Linked DNA regions of Zea mays: region 2 is linked to region 1. The links are chromatin contacts, called in public Hi-C maps. All regions are on one chromosome and are shown on one strand. Each heading gives the region's core, a stretch centred on a gene start, on an enhancer-like site or on the middle of the called end of the contact. The rest is flanking DNA. Distances are from core to core; before and after follow the strand shown.

Region 1 (2,876 bases), core at 235-2,734:
GCAACTTTCACTGGCACCTAGTGTCATTACAATATTATATGGAGGAGTAGACCGTGTTGACCAAGTCATGATAATGGTTGACCACGTAAAGCATAGAAGCTATAGGACTTGGTGATCGAGCAGTCGAGGACTGAAGGTGACTTGTCTAGAGATCATAGAGGGAGTGTAGAGTATCGTTGAGGGGTTTGATGGTTTGTGCCTCTGAAGGGACTGTGATGCCTAAAAGGGGGTGAATTAGGCAATCTATTTCACAAACTAAGGCCCCTAATTTCTCCTAGACAAACATAAGCAACAAATAATCTATCCATGTACAACTATGATTTTGACTATAAGTGAGTTGCTATCTCTACCACAAAGAGTTATGCAATCTAGGTCTCAAAACTATCAACTAAACTAGGTAGATAAAACACACAACTAAGGTACACAATATAAATACAGAAACTAAAAGGCGATAAAGACACAAACTCCATCTAATAATTTCAATACTTTTATCGAGGTATCGAGAGGAACACAACTTCTTCCTAGTCCTCATTGGAGCCCCTCGCAAGGATGCCCACACAAGGGCCGAACTCCCGATCAGGTAACTCCATGGATAGCCCCGAAACTTTTCCACACACAAGTGAGTCTCCAGAATATACTCTCCTAAACTGTTTCTCATTGTCTTCACTATCAAGTTTCTAGCAAAAATATCGTGGACGTAGTTATCTCTAGTACATAGTGTCAACCACACCACAAAACATAGTTGGTGTGATCTCACAAGAGTACAAGCTTCTTAGGTACAATTATAATGGAGTGTGCAAGCACCAAGGGATAAGAGGTATTTTAACATGGCTCAAACATTTAGCCTAAACCCTAAAGAAAACGCTATATAATTGTCAAACTAATCTAAACACTTCACTAAACACCTAGCCTACTCACCAAGTGATTCTTTGAGCACTTGGATGTCTAGAACTACTGAAACTGAGCATAAACTCTCTTGATGCATTTGATATCTCCCACTCCACTCAAATGGCTAGCTAGGGTCCTATAGCCCTCAAGGAGAGATATAACCGTTGGAACTTCACGAACCATCTCTGTGTCGTGCGGCCTAGGTAGCACTTAGTGTCCTATAGTAATTTTAGCATAGTCATACAAAGAAAGTTCACGGTTACAAGATGCACGCGTATAACAGTAGGCTGCACATACCCATCAGACCATCACCCACACGCACGACACACAACAACCCACATGTTTGCAATTTGCACATCCTCTGTGTGGCGGCTCTATTCATTCGCATTATGGACATCTCTAGTACATCTTCTCAATCTATAATTCAGCCCATTTTTTTTATCTATTTCTGCATCCATCACTAGACTGCATATACATTATTCAGAGTGTCAAACTGCACATTTAATTATTTGGTCGCACGTTACTATTGAGAGTGATGCACCGTCGCTGCTGCATGTGCTGCACAGTGCGTGGTTGCACACTTGCACTCACTGCTCCATGCCGGCCACACTGCGTATCGGGCTCTCGGCAATCGGCACACGTCGCAGTTGGAGTTGACTCGATCTGGATGGGGCTCATGCACTGGGCACTCGCACTGCCATCATGCATGCACGCCCCGGCCCACTCTGTATATAATTTCCCTCTTCCCTCTCATGAAACCTGTGCTCCAATTATGTTCTCTATACCTCTTCTCTATATCTATTTTTTACAGGTTTCTCTAAGAACCCGTTTGTTTCGTTAGAATTAAATTCTATTCTAATAATTATAATTTAAATAAAACTAATTGAGTTAATATATTTATTTATGTAATATATTTGTATGTTATCATAAATTATATCAGATAGATAGTTATACACTACATTTATGTTATAGAGAAACAAGTAGAAGAATGTTTTATAAATTGTACATTAGAAAAGTAGCATGTAAATCTATAGAATTAATTTTCATCTCTCACACCATGAATTTGAGATATACTTATATATACATTTTGGAAAGTTGTGGAATATCACATATACTGAAAAAAAATAGCCTACTCTATTAGTTAAATTCCAATTCCTCAAAATGAAGGGAAACAAATGAGCCCTAAAAAATTGTCTCCTCTATATCTCATCACTCTTCAACAACGTTCTCTATATTTCGCGTATTTTTTATACCCTCAAATGTCTTGTACATATTTTAATCTTGCTTCATCGATCCATTGTTTAGAGTATAAAAAATAAGTATATGAGAGGAGGGAGACTCTATATGGAGAGAATGGAGAAGTGCCCTCTAAGAGAAGGTTTTAGAGGACACAATTAAAGACTATAGAGAATGAAATTTTCTTAAAACAGAGGAGGGTTTAGAGTCTCTAGTAGGAAGTCTAGCCCACACAATCATATCAACGTCTATCTCCCACTCCCGGCAAATCCATAATAATACATCATGAATATATATACCAACGTCGTCAACAGTCACATGCGATAACCTTTTCGGTCGCTTGCAGGGCACGCACCCTCATCTTGCTCATACTGTCATATATGGTCTATGCATATATACCTTCCCTACTGTTTACGCTAAGAAATTAAAGAGTATATATGCACAGAGAAAAACAAACCAGATAGAGGAGGAGATTAAACGAATCCGTGCATGATGGCACACATGAAGTTAGATAAGGCCAACCGATCCAACTGAATATATTCTAAGACTTGCTAGCCGGTTCACATATGCATCATGCATGCATGACCAGATGCCCCGTTAATTTGTTGCTTGATGCTAGTAGTAATAACAGTGAGCTCCGACCAATGCAAGTCAGTCTACACCGACAGCTATAGCTGGATTACTGCATGTACTCTATCTATAGACAGAATCTTTAATTTGTTCCAATTTACACCGGCAGGCCGGAGTATGTA
Region 2 (2,830 bases), core at 16-2,515, 140 kb before region 1:
CAAAAGCCGTACGTACGTCTTGCTCTAGTTCGAACGATCCCGTTTTGGCTGGTTGCGTTGCGTTGCGTCCCCGTACGTCGTTGATGTCTCGACGACGTACGTACGTACGTACGCTTTTACAAGGCTGCTGACTGGCCCCCGGCTGCTGCTCTGTGACCTCAGCCGGGGGCATCGCCGGCCGCCGCCCTCCTCGATCTGCCTGCACCGGCCGGGGCACCGTACGTCCACGTCCGGTTAAGATCGATGATATCCATGGATCGGAGTGCAATAATCGATGCACCATCATATATCGGCGACGTCGTGCGCTGCTGCATTAATTGCAGCAGGCGATTGCAGCATTACTCGATCTCTCTCATGCATGGGCACGGAACAGAACAAGAGCTAGCTAGCTTAGTAGAGGTTACATTAAAACGCAAGCTAAGGTAGTAAGTGAGTAACTAACTAAGGTCTAAGGGGCAGCGATCGATCGCATGCACGGAGATGGACACCCACACACACACACTGTTGCAGTGGCCGATCGACGACGACGACGGCGGCGGCGCGATCAGAGCCAGAGCGCGCCGGCCTGCTTGAGGAGCGGGACGAGGGTGCCGTTGATGTGGCACGCCATGACCTTCTCGACGCCGCCGAGGAGGCGTCCGCCCACGAAGACGACGGGCAGGGGCGGCTGGCCCGGCGGCAGCAGCTGCGCCAGCGCCGCCTGGATCTCCCTGCCCCCGCCGCCGCCGGCGGCCATCTGGTCGAGCTCGTACACGGTGGGGCCGACGCCGAGGCCCAGCAGCAGGCGCTTGACGACGTGGCACATGCAGCAGCCGCTGGCGCTGAACACCACCACCGCGTTCCCGCCCGCCATGCGCGCCACCCGCTCGTACACCGCCAGCGCCGACGCCGAGTGCGGCGCCGCGGCCACCATCGTCGTCGTCGTCGGCGCGGCATCCGCCCCGGATGCCGCCGCCGCGTCCGCCACCACGCCGCCGCTCACTCCCGACTCCTGCTGCTGCTGCTGCACCTCCATCCGCAGCATCTTCGTTCTTCTTCTTCTTGGAGGCTTTGGACTGTCGTCGCTCGCCTGCCTTGTTGGTCGTGCGTGGACTAGCTAGGGACTGGTTTCTTCGGTCGTGGAATGTTCCGGCCGGTGATGAGGTGTGTCGTTGGCACGGCGAAGGCCGGGGGGGCAATGGGCATGCAGTGGGAGGAAGACGGGCCGGGGGTGCGCTTTTATAGGCCGCCTGGGCCGGCATGGGTAGGATCGGAGCCGAGGAGGGTGTAGCTTGTATGCATCTGGTCGAGAGATGCTCGCTGCCTGCTGCTGCGTGGAGTGGAGTAGTGCCTGGGACGTCGAGGAGGACTCGTAGTACCGTAGCTACTGCTACAGGAACAGAACAGGACTAGCTAGGACCGGGAATGGAATGGCGAGAGGTGGTGGCCTGGCCCTCCTGCTCTGCTGGTTCCTGGTTGGGGGATCCGTTCCGGGTCAAAGCTAGGCGCGACATGGATCGCTTTTTCGCAGAGGCTGTGTCCCGCGCCCGGGGTGACCGACCTCTCTCTCTCTCTATCTATCTATATCTACTTCTCTCTACCCAGTAGTACAGTACAGTACCCACCCGGCACCCCCCGCATCCGCAACGAACAAGGGCGGCAGGCCAGGCCGCAGGGACAGACCAGGGTACGCAACGCACTCCTACGGTTGCATTGCATGCACTAGTACGACGCCTGCCTCATGCACCAGCACCACCACGCAGCGGCGGCAGGGGCAGAGCGAGGAGGGCAAACGCAAGGACGGGGCTCGTTAAAGTGACTGTTGCAAGCGCAACTGGGCGCCAGCCAGCAGTGGCTTTTTTCGCGTGGGGTGAGCTAGGCCGATGAGGATCAGACGGACCTGACCATCTATCTATCTATCAGTCAGTCAGGCATGCACACCCCATCAGGCCATCAGAGAGAGAGAGAGAGATGGGAAAAAGGCCGCCGGGCAGTGCTCTGCTGGCGTTGGCGTTTGTTGCCATATGACCATGGGTATATATGTACATACACTTCGTTGGCCGTATCGTGGGAGTCTAGAGGAGAGAGGAGACGAGATACGTCAGTGATTCGTGGTGGTTCGGCCGCCGACACGGAGCCGACAACGCCACGTCCCGCGAATTCGTCAGCCGCCACGCCAGTCGCCAGGACACACAGCGGCCAGGCGCGGAACACACACACACAGCACAGCCGCCCCTCTGTCCGCCCGCGACCGCGACACCCAGCTCGCCCGCCGCCGCCGCCCGCCCGCCCGCCCCGGCCTCGACCACCTCGAGCCAGACTGCCAGAGAGCCTGCGCGGGACAAAGGCCATATGGCATGTCCCGGCCGCGCGGCGTGCGTGACCACGTACGGCCCGGTGCGTGTGCGCACAGCATAGCATTAGCATGCACGCGTACGGGATCCAGTGCGCCGCGCACTACTACTCCCCCTTGCTTTCTCATTGCTTTGTGGTAGATCGAGGTCGAGGACGACGACGTACGTGGACCACCACCTACCTACCCTGAACCCTGATCGTCGATCGACGTACCTGATCGACCTGACCCGAGACAGAGACATACACAGACACCGCGCCCTGTGCCGCGCTTCTTCTCCTTGTCTTTCTCTCCGGGCCGGACGAATGCAACCACATACCGACTCGATCGATCTCGCTCGCCTCCGTCGCCGTCGCCGTCGCGGGCGCCGCGCGCCGATGCCGATGGATGCATGCAGAGACCCAGCTAGCTAGTACTGGCTACTACCGCTGCGTACAGTACAGCGTGCCTGTTTGACGCCATCCGCTTGTGCGCTTCTGTTGTGTGCCCTTTCCCCTC

What was found. A called contact is a pair of places that touch in the nucleus more often than the background predicts.
Region 2: a Hi-C map of tassel shows a contact between it and region 1, with 2.0 times the contacts expected there. The contact joins the promoter of LOC103631945 here to the enhancer-like site in region 1. A contact is called at or near these places in 4 of 25 Hi-C or Micro-C datasets (bundle sheath, endosperm, leaf and 1 more).

What each region holds. Positions count from the first base shown.
Region 1 is chr7:5,420,594-5,423,469 of Zm-B73-REFERENCE-NAM-5.0, reverse strand. No RefSeq gene overlaps it. Among protein-coding and RNA genes, the nearest start is that of LOC103631943, 81 kb to the left of the region's middle. Within about 2 kb of position 1,484, at least 9 of the 20 cell types and tissues checked have an H3K27ac peak or open chromatin away from gene starts, as enhancers often do. A contact at or near this core is called in leaf and tassel, where this site is marked.
Region 2 is chr7:5,565,278-5,568,107 of Zm-B73-REFERENCE-NAM-5.0, reverse strand. LOC103631945 (glutaredoxin-C9) reads right to left here and starts at 1,265. Exons shown (of 1, transcript XM_008653797.3): 1 at 298-1,265. The coding sequence starts at 1,024. The coding sequence ends at 545.